Regions from separate parts of the Gossypium hirsutum genome. Here regions 1 and 3 are each linked to region 2. A link is a contact called in public Hi-C data. All regions are on one chromosome and are shown on one strand. Each heading gives the region's core, a stretch centred on a gene start, on an enhancer-like site or on the middle of the called end of the contact. The rest is flanking DNA. Distances are from core to core; before and after follow the strand shown. Region 1 holds the start of LOC107896846 (thioredoxin H9). Region 2 has its middle 5.2 kb from the start of LOC121208361. Region 3 holds the start of LOC107895577.

What was found. Hi-C and Micro-C count contacts between places; a contact is called where the count stands out from the background.
Region 1: a contact with region 2 is called in a Hi-C map of leaf, with 2.3 times the contacts expected there. The contact joins the promoter of LOC107896846 here to the enhancer-like site in region 2.
Region 3: a Hi-C map of leaf shows a contact between it and region 2, with 3 times the contacts expected there. The contact joins the promoter of LOC107895577 here to the enhancer-like site in region 2. A contact is called at or near these places in 3 of 34 Hi-C or Micro-C datasets (all in leaf).

What each region holds. Positions count from the first base shown.
Region 1 is chrA10:88,466,338-88,469,738 of Gossypium_hirsutum_v2.1, reverse strand. LOC107896846 (thioredoxin H9) reads right to left here and starts at 2,035. Exons shown (of 5, transcript XM_016822141.2): 1 at 1,285-2,035; 2 at 370-436. The coding sequence starts at 1,334. LOC107896847 (ubiquitin-conjugating enzyme E2-17 kDa) reads right to left here. Exons shown (of 5, transcript XM_016822142.2): 3 at 3,227-3,354; 4 at 3,016-3,120; 5 at 2,266-2,531. The coding sequence ends at 2,388.
Region 2 is chrA10:89,452,184-89,455,454 of Gossypium_hirsutum_v2.1, reverse strand. No RefSeq gene overlaps it. Among protein-coding and RNA genes, the nearest start is that of LOC121208361, 5.2 kb to the left of the region's middle. Within about 2 kb of position 1,489, at least 5 of the 9 cell types and tissues checked have an H3K27ac peak or open chromatin away from gene starts, as enhancers often do. A contact at or near this core is called in leaf, where this site is marked.
Region 3 is chrA10:88,815,274-88,818,263 of Gossypium_hirsutum_v2.1, reverse strand. LOC107895577 reads right to left here and starts at 1,643. Exons shown (of 1, transcript XM_016820836.1): 1 at 870-1,643. The coding sequence starts at 1,643. The coding sequence ends at 870.

The DNA.
Region 1 (3,401 bases), core at 786-3,285, 990 kb after region 2:
AGAACTCTGAGAAGTTTAAATTGGATGAAAAATGTTTCAGAACAAATTTGCATGTCCAATAATGGACGTAAAATATCAGCAAACTTTAATTTTGAAAAGTTGAGAACATTTTTTGGTATTTAATTAAAGATTCATTGCATCTTGGCCAACATAATTCTCTCATCAGATATATTATTAAGTCATTAAAAACTCAAAAGACCAAAGGATTATACCCTGTTCTTGCGGCAGTACAGTTACTAAACCTATCAAAATGTTATTCACTAATAGATAAATAAATGCAGAAAACCCGAGAACCAGAACGATAATTGTTAGGCGAGAAAACCAAAATTGCATTCTATAAAATAAATAAAATGTGCTAAGAGCACTTACCTTAGAGAAGCAATGTCCCATATTTGAAAAATGCCAAAACGCCAACTGCAGCAATGTATCAGTACCCCTGAAAGTTGGGAAGACATCAAAGTCCAGACATTGCAGACTAAGTCCATGGTAAAGAATCAATTTTAACTATCAATTTATACACAATAATCAATCTTAAACAAGTTAAAAGTAAATCCTCACTACTTCCACACAGGCAATAAACTTCAAAAGGCATAATAGCTGTATTATTTCCTAATAAACAATACTTGGATAAAACCCTAAGGGTATATATTTACATTTCTGAACAAGTTACATCCATCCTGTTTTTCAAACCCAAAATTATGATATACAAAACCAAATCATGCTATTTGCTTTCTCAAATCCTTGCAAATAAAGCAAAAGAAAACCTCCAAAAATGAAATTCTCATTCGATTGAACAAATAGTCAAAATGCAACAAGAATTCCAACGACATTTAGACATAGCTTTTTCACTTGAATTATCAGAATTTTAACAAATACCAAGAAAGGAAACAGAAAAGTAAAAGAGTAATCTGAAAGTACTCTACAAATGGAAACAAAGACAAACGCAAGCTAGGAATGCAAGCTAAGAAGATTAATAGAACACCCGTCAATTACCAACTTAGAACAAAGCGACGGCTAATTTACCTGTAAAGATTAAGGCTTGATTTTCCGATTAGATTGGTGACAATAAAAAGAATCCAATACTAGATGCGAAAATTAAAGTAACCTTGCGGTTTAAGGAATCTAATGATGTAGAAATTAAATAAAGAATGAGTAAGCAGAAAATTTTGGGTAAGAAAAGCTTCTGAAAAATCAATGAAGGAAACAGAGTAGTAGATTGGAAGCCCAAAGTCTCAAACACAAACAGGAATGGAGTCAAGCAGGCTCAAGCTTCGAAGGACTGACCTGTTCTCTGACTGTTTGGATCCTTGCCTTTTGTATCTCAATTTACTCATATACCCCCATGTTTTTCGCTGTTGCCAACAGGTTGGTTGATCCAATATTTTGGATTTTTCTAATTTCTATTTTATATTTTATTTTTTAGAATAACTAAAAATTTTTAGATCAAAATATTCCACTAATTTCTAACATATTCATTTTTCCGACTAATCCTTTATTACAATTATGGCACGATTTAGTTATTTTTATTTATATATTTAGTAGTTTTTTTAATCAAAATTTACCTATTAAATACATTCATACAAGCAAATTTGGAAGGAAAAAAAGTAATGGGTCAATAATTGAAAAAAGTAAATTATTTTAGTACTTAAATGCAATTTCAAACTTTCGTAAGTAAAATAATTAATGTTATGGAACAAGAAATTTTCTGTGCTGAAATCAAGTTGTTCCATTCAAGTATGTATAATTTAAAATTAATTAAAGAAATTCTTAAGCTTGAAGCTAAATCAACAACCCTATTATGAGGTTGTGGTTAAAGAATTACGATTCGTTTTACCTAAAGTTTGGCAACTGTTTTCAGTTGCCCTAAGCGTTGGGTTGTCCATTTATGGATATAATTATTTGATATATGAACATGATGGTTTCTTACCTCAACTTTTGCATTTAAAGACCTAATCAGTCCCTGCACTTTTCAAAAAATTTAAAATTCAATCTTACACTTTTATTTTTAAAATTTTGACCCTGTTAAATGTTTTTTATTAAACATATGGTGTGAAATTTTGAAATAAAAAAAAAATTTACCTAACAACCATGTAACTAAAAAAGTAAAATTGTAATGAAATGAACTTGAATTTAATAAAAAATTTTAACAATTTTAATATAGGGACTAAATTCCAAATGTTGGAAGAGCACAAGGACTGATGGCATATTTTTAACTGTTAAAAATTTTATCGTCAAACCATAATCCTCCATTTATAAGCATGAAAGTTTTAGGAAATGCCTTTCATATAAGATGTCCACGTAATTCAAATCCAAATCAAAATATATGAAGGTTTTAACACATATATGGCATCGTACCAAAGCCAATACGTATTACACACTAACCACCATCATCCCATGGCATACTTCTGGGTCCAGCCACATGCTGTCGCTTCGTACTTTGCCCGATCAGTCTTATACATGTGTGCAATCTCCGGAACAAGTGGGTCATCAGGGTTTGGATCAGTCAACAACGAGCAGATCGAGAGCAGAACCTGGTTTTGCATTGGAGTTAAACTTTTTTTTTTTTTACCATGTTATCTTATTCTAAGACAAGCTCTAATGATATTTAAGACCAAAAATTACTTAAATTTCCAAGCAGCAGCAGAAGCCAATGCAAAGAAGGATAGTAACAATGACAATATAATGCCAATGATATTTGATCAAGGTTGGTCTTTCTCTTCTGATATTAATTATTCAATTCCCAGAAAGAAATTCTCTTCTGATATTAATTATTCAATTCCCAGAAAGAAAATTAAACTCGGGGAGTAACGGCAGTGATTGTTCGTATGTTGGAAACGCGTACAAACTCGTAAAATGCAAGTCTAACTTATAACCAATAGAAAGTAATTTTACCCAAGGATATTGAAATCAATTAAAAGTGACACCAGAGAAACTTTTGTGCAGCCATAGTCAGCCAAAAACCGAGATTCTGCATGTGTATGAAATACCATAAGGTTAGCAGGAGTAAGGTCAAACCTTGGAAATGGTTAGGGCTGGACTCCACTGTTCTTTTAGGATATCAAGACAAATGCTCCCATTGCTATTGATGTTTGGATGGAAAACCTTGGTCCTAAATGCAACCTAAACATGATGGCAGCATTATCCATGAAAAGAGTACGTACCACTCAAACAACATTCTACGCACACAGAAAAGGGATAATAAAACGATCCAGGTGAAGCAAACTACCTTAGGGGGCTTGAAAGGATAATCTGGAGGAAAATGAATACTAACTAAAAATACACCTCCCGCATAAGGGCTATCGGAAGGGCCCATGAGTGTTGCTTGCCAATGAAACATGTCTTCAGCTACAGGACCTATCACAAAAAAAAGTGCAAGCATCCCGAGGTTAGTGACATAATAG
Region 2 (3,271 bases), core at 240-2,739:
TCAAGATATAATTTTATTATTGTCAATTTAAAATTTTATAAATTATAAAGAGACCTAAAATAAAATAAAAAAATCATTTTAGGGTGAATCGGGATCTCTGCCAGTCGCCGGCTTCACCACTGTGCATAAGGATATTTATTTATTTATTTATTATGTTTTAATATGAGTTAGTAATAAATTAATTTCAATAGATTATTTTTGGTAACTCTCATGATTTGTTTTAAAAAATGAGAAGAAAATATTTTAAAAATCTTATTTTTTATTAATGTTTTTATTTATCTTTCTAATTTCAAGTTTAAATTTATATAAATTATTTTTTATTTAATGTCTAATTATATAATACATATTATGACACAGTTTTAATCATTTCTCTAATGCCAAAAGGAGACAAAATTTCACATCTTTTTATGATAATATTAGTTAGAATCTTGAAATTAATATTATAAATAGGGTAATTACAAATCTTGGCATACGAAATAAAAGATAGATAACTATGATTTTAAGTCAGATTTGATAAACCCCATCACTTTCATCTAAATTTTAGAGATTTGAAGTCTGTTTATTTCTTGACAAGTTGTTCAAAGGTTTGCTCAACAAATCAATTTATATCACAATTTTTTTTTTAAACAGTTAGCTGTTAAACAAGCATCTCTGGGGAGCACTTTTTGTTGATTAAACCGCTGAAGAAGGAAGGAAAAATTTAGAAAGCTTTGATCTGTTTTTCTATAGAAACCATGTTATATAACCTTTAAGTTTTCTAGAGTATTTGTATTTGTTCGTATACAAATATTCAAATATAAGTATAATGTAATATTATTTAAATAAATTAAAATTTTTTAAAACAATTGCATATACTTATCGAACTAATCTTTCAGCATTAACATATACAACCTAAGAGAACCAGGCTGCTTTATTCAAAACCTATCCATTGTCATTGATATAATTCAGTCAATGTGCTAGCCTTCACCAAGAAGCATAGAGCAAATATATAGTCTATAAGTTATATTAGACGTCTCCCAATGCTAGTCTTTATCTAGCCTAAGTTTACTGGCACCTTAATTGAAAGCTTCAACTTAATGGAAAAAGGGGAAATGAATGCAACAAAAATATAATATTCAAGTCTCATATTTACTCCATTTCTGATTCTCTTGGACACAAGACATATTTATATGGATATCAGACTTAAGTCTCTGAGGCAAACTGATAATATTAAAGAAAAAATCTGCAAGAAGCATTGGTTCACGTTTCTTGCTTAAAAATCTTATCTACAATACATTTTCTTCATGTTCTTGTCAATTAAATTAGCTTAACTTTTCAAATGTTCCACCCATTTTGACGACTTCATCATGTTTCTATCTAAATTATTTTTGAAATTACATTTGTATTATTTATTGAAAAAGCTTTCAAAGGGGAGGCTATTGAAGCCTTGACGGATCAGGGTCAAGAAGATTTAATTACTATGGGCTCAGTATTGGTATTGGATCAGAATAAAGGGCTAGAAACACAAATAGTTGAGGGCAATGAAATGGACTTAAATGAGAAAGAAATGCAGATTCCAATCAATGAAGGGAACCCAAAGTTAAATCAAAATTCAACATTTTTATAAGAAATAGAGGAACCAAGGGATCGGGTTGCAGCATCTGAACTTGAAGAGGAACTTTTCCAAATAAGACAAAACAAAAGAAATAAGAAAGTGTTGAATGAGAGAATTAGATTTATGCAGAAGATTCAGGATACAGTGCTCACAACAAAAGAAAAGCTGAAGAGAGATAGGGGAATGAGAAAATTAAAGGGAAATGGGGATTCCAGGAACGACGAAAGCATAGCAAACCTATCGTTATCGGACTCAGACATCAGTAACAGAAGAAAAGTCATTGTTAAAGAAGCGAAGAAGACGTGGGAGGTGGGGAAAAAATTGGGGTTTAGTGTCCAAGGCGATGAGGAGATAGTAATCGAAGAGATAATGAGGATTGAAGGGCAGCAATAGGGAGCTATCAAAGACAGAGGGAGGAGGAATTCAGGATAATTGGTGAGTGGCTGGTTTACTGGATTTTACTTTATTTAATTAGTTCGATTGGAAATATGAGATTTGTCTCCTGGAATATCAAAGGGTTGGGGCCTGTAGCTAAAATAGAAGCTGTCAATAGATTAGTGAGAAAGACTATGGCAAATGTCTGCTTCCTTCAAGAAACTAAGTTAGAAATGGTGTCAATGGATTTAGTTAGAAAATTTTGGGGCGATGACTATTTTGAATTTAAATTTGCAGCTGCAATAGAAAGGTAAGGAGGATTGATAACAATATGGGATAAAGGTATGTTTACAACCAATATGGAGTTTAGTGGGAACAAATTTATTGTAATTGAAGGAAAGTAGGTGTGTGAAAGGATGAAGGCAGTATTGATTAATGTATATGCTCCTAACAATCTGTCAGATCAAAAAATTCTTTGGGAAGATCTATATGGGTTTAGAAGTAAATTTAGTAATGCATGGATAGTAGGTGGGGATTTTAACATGGTGAGAAATAGAAGTGAACGAATCATCTGTTCGGGCATAAAGAAGGGGTCAAAGGAGTTTGGTGACTTTATTGATAGATGTAAATTGGAAGATTTGCCGTTATTGGGGAAAAAGTTCACATGGATTGGTCCGGACAATAGACGTAGTAGACTTGATAGATTTTTACTAGAGGAAGAATGGTTGGTTCAATTGAAAGACTTACAACAGCAAGGACTAAACAGAACGATATCGGATCACATACTAGTTTTGTTGGTAAATGAAACAATCGACTGAGGACCAAGACCTTTCAAGTTAGTTAATGCATGGTTTAAAAAGCAAGATTGTAGGAGACTAATTGAGAATGAATGGTCGGGAATGGGTAGTTTAAAAGGGCAAATGGCAGTAAAACTCAAGGGAGTTCTCAAGAAATGGAATGTGGGTGCTAGCAATGTTTTGGAAAAAAGAATTATAGAAAGCGAAGATAGGATAAAGGAGATTGATGAAGCTAGCGAACATAGAATGTTGACCGAGCAAGAAATGAAGGAATTAAAAAATTTGAATGTCGAACTTTGGGAAGCAATTAAATTTAAAGAATTTATTTGGCGTCAAAAATCAAGGATGACATGGTTAAAAGAAGGGAATGCTAATTGTGCTTTTTTTCCATAGAACAGTTAAAATAAAGGCTAAAATAAAGATGGTGTACAGCTTGAAAATTGGGGGTCATTGGTACAAGGAACCTAAGGAGATAAAATAGGGACTGTACAATTTTTTCAAAAAT
Region 3 (2,990 bases), core at 394-2,893, 640 kb after region 2:
CAATTTAAATCAAAATTAAGAGGGACCTGAGAATTATCGGCATTGGGCATCGCATGAAATTGTTGCTGGTAATTTATGGGCCTGGATAGAATCAAAGTAGTATTTTGCTTCCCCACCATCCTATTTTCGTGGTTATCTACAGCCCTCAAATTCAAAGAAGCGCAAGAAGCAAACGGACCATCATTTGTTGGACAAACATATGGACCAAGAACAATTGGGCTTGTCTTAGAGTGTGACCCAACCAAAGATCCATCCGACCCAGCATCATTTTTACTCCTTTTTCCCAGGCTTTTCAGCCTTAAACTGTTCATTTCTTGGCCCGATAGGGCTCCTTTCCCCATGCACACAGTAACAGCATTACCTATCCTTTTTTGGGCTTCGGAATCTATCCCCATGCTTTCCATAGACCCATTATGTGAATTAGGCATGATTTTAAAAATTCCCTTATCCCTAGAATCAGGGATATTCATTTCAATTTCCACTGACTGAGTAATCAAACCCCTATTATATTCATTCGTCCTTCCTTTTTCACCACCGCTCGTCTCACCCTCATTAATAAGGGAATCAAATCTGGAGCGCAATCTTTCTTTTCCAGCTATCTTGCTACCAGATTCTCGCAAATCTCTCAATCTCCGCCGGGATCTATGCTCCACCAGCATCCAAGGTCTGAACGCCGATTCGGTTTCCTTCCCAAGTTCATCATTATTTTTGCTTAACTCACCGTCAGCCACTGGTTCTTCTCCCTCATTACCGAATGTTTCTTTTGACAATGAGCACATCTCCCTCACATGTCCGTATTTTCCACAAGCAAAACAAACCGTTGGTAAGCCTTAGTACTCCACCCTTTGAATATCGCTATTAACACGAATCTAAGAGATAAGAGGTTTGTCCAGATTAATTAACACATCCATCCTGGCAAATCTCCCTCTGGTTCTATTATCAGTCTTGAAATCAAACTTTGCAACCTTACCCATTGTGCTACCAATCACCTCAAGAATCTTCCTCTTATACATAAATCCAGGTAATCCAGGTAGCCTAATCCAAGCCATGACGACACTTGGGTAAGGTTGGAAAGGGGAAAAGTCTTTTGTCCATGGTTGAACTGTCAAATATTGCCCAAAAATTATCCATAGTCCTTGGGTTAGAACCTTTTCATAATCGTTGTTATTCTGAAATTTAGCCAAATAATATCCATTTTCAATATCCATTAATTGAAAAGGTTGTATAGGCTTCCAAAGATTACTAACTCGATTAAACAGAACACCATAGCTAATATTTCGGCCTAATAACTTCAAAACTACTGTCATCTCCATCTCTTTATATAATAATTGTTTGACACGATCAGAAAAGTCAATTGCCGGGAGTCCATTAACGGTGGATCTGATAACATCATCTTCTAACAGAATGAAATCTCCATCACTACCCTCATCAAAACCTGCAATTCCCTGGTCAGCCCCAATAAAACCAGACCCTAATAGTTTGTCCTTCCAAGACACTATCATGCTCGAAGATGGAATAGAGTCCACAGCCATATCAACAGCGACCCTGTCAGATCCATCTTTAAACCTTACTTTCTTGGTATTGCGATCTTCAGACACTCGCGAGTCACCGTCACCTTCGACCACTTTTGGAGAATTCTCCATCGCTGATAACATTGTCTTTTAATTCAATAAAATTGTGTACTGTTACTGTCAAGCACCCTTTGAAGTGCTTTTTTGGCACCTAATTAAAACGGGAAATTTACATATAAGGTCTTTGGAGTTTTTAGATCATTACATTTTAGTCTGGTGACACCAATATGTCAGCGGCACAATTAGAACAATATAGCAAATGCCTTTTTTTGTTACATTTTTCATAATTAATTAATTATTTTTTATATTATTTTGAGTAAAAAACCCTTAAATAACATTAGGTTGTAACTTAGTAAGCAAATGCCTCTAAAATAGTAATAGAATTAACAATAAAATAAAAGTTATACAATATTCAAATAAGAACAACAAAATAGTAGCAAAATAGTAACGAAACAACAACAAAATAGTTAATTTGGCCTGAGCCAAAAAATCTTATCCGATGCCTAATCTATATAGAAAACAGGTCTTATTTTTTGTTCAAATCTATTTTTAGACCGATATTATTGTCCAAATCCTTCTACTTTTCAAACGGATTTTCAAACCTAAACAAGTAAATTGTAATAATACGAGAATAAAATTAGTTTTATATATTATATGGATAATTATTTATTAATTTCAGTTGTGGCTATGCGTAAACTGAAAAGGAATGTAAAAGTGTCCCACCTTTGTATTGTTAGGTCAATTAAGACGGCTAAAACCACTCAAATGTGTATCTGAATTTGCTTTGTTGATTTTTTTTTAGATTGAATGCGATGTATGAAATTTGATTTTATGTAAATCATTCTATATGATATATTTAAATAATAATAAAAAGGTCAGTGGTGTCAAGAAAATTAAAATTATTTTTAACTTTTCATTTTCATAAATTAAAAAAAAATGAAAATTTCATTTTCTAAATTTTCCATATATTTTTATTTTCAAATTTAAATTTTTTTTAAAAAATTTCAAACAAGCCCGGTTGAAGAGAAAATGAAACTGACTTCTCTTTTTTAAGACCAAACAGAGGCTAGTTTTCTCTTCACTCATTGTTTAGTAAAGTTTTATTTTATTTTTTTAAAAATAATCTTTAGGTCCGGATTATATATATATATATTAGACATAATGTCTAAAATTAATTATAACATCTCTCTAACTCATAATTAAGAGTATAATACATTTCAACATACTTAAATTATGTCTTACGATAATTGAGCTGAAACTCAACTTATAAATAATATTTTATTTTGAAATTAAACAAAAATCTAAAAATATAATGTGTAACTTATATATTTCCCTCTTTTGTCAGAATTTGTTTTTCTTAGGCTGATAATCAAACAAAGATGATAATATAAAAATACTGGTGTAAAGAGGGGACCAGAG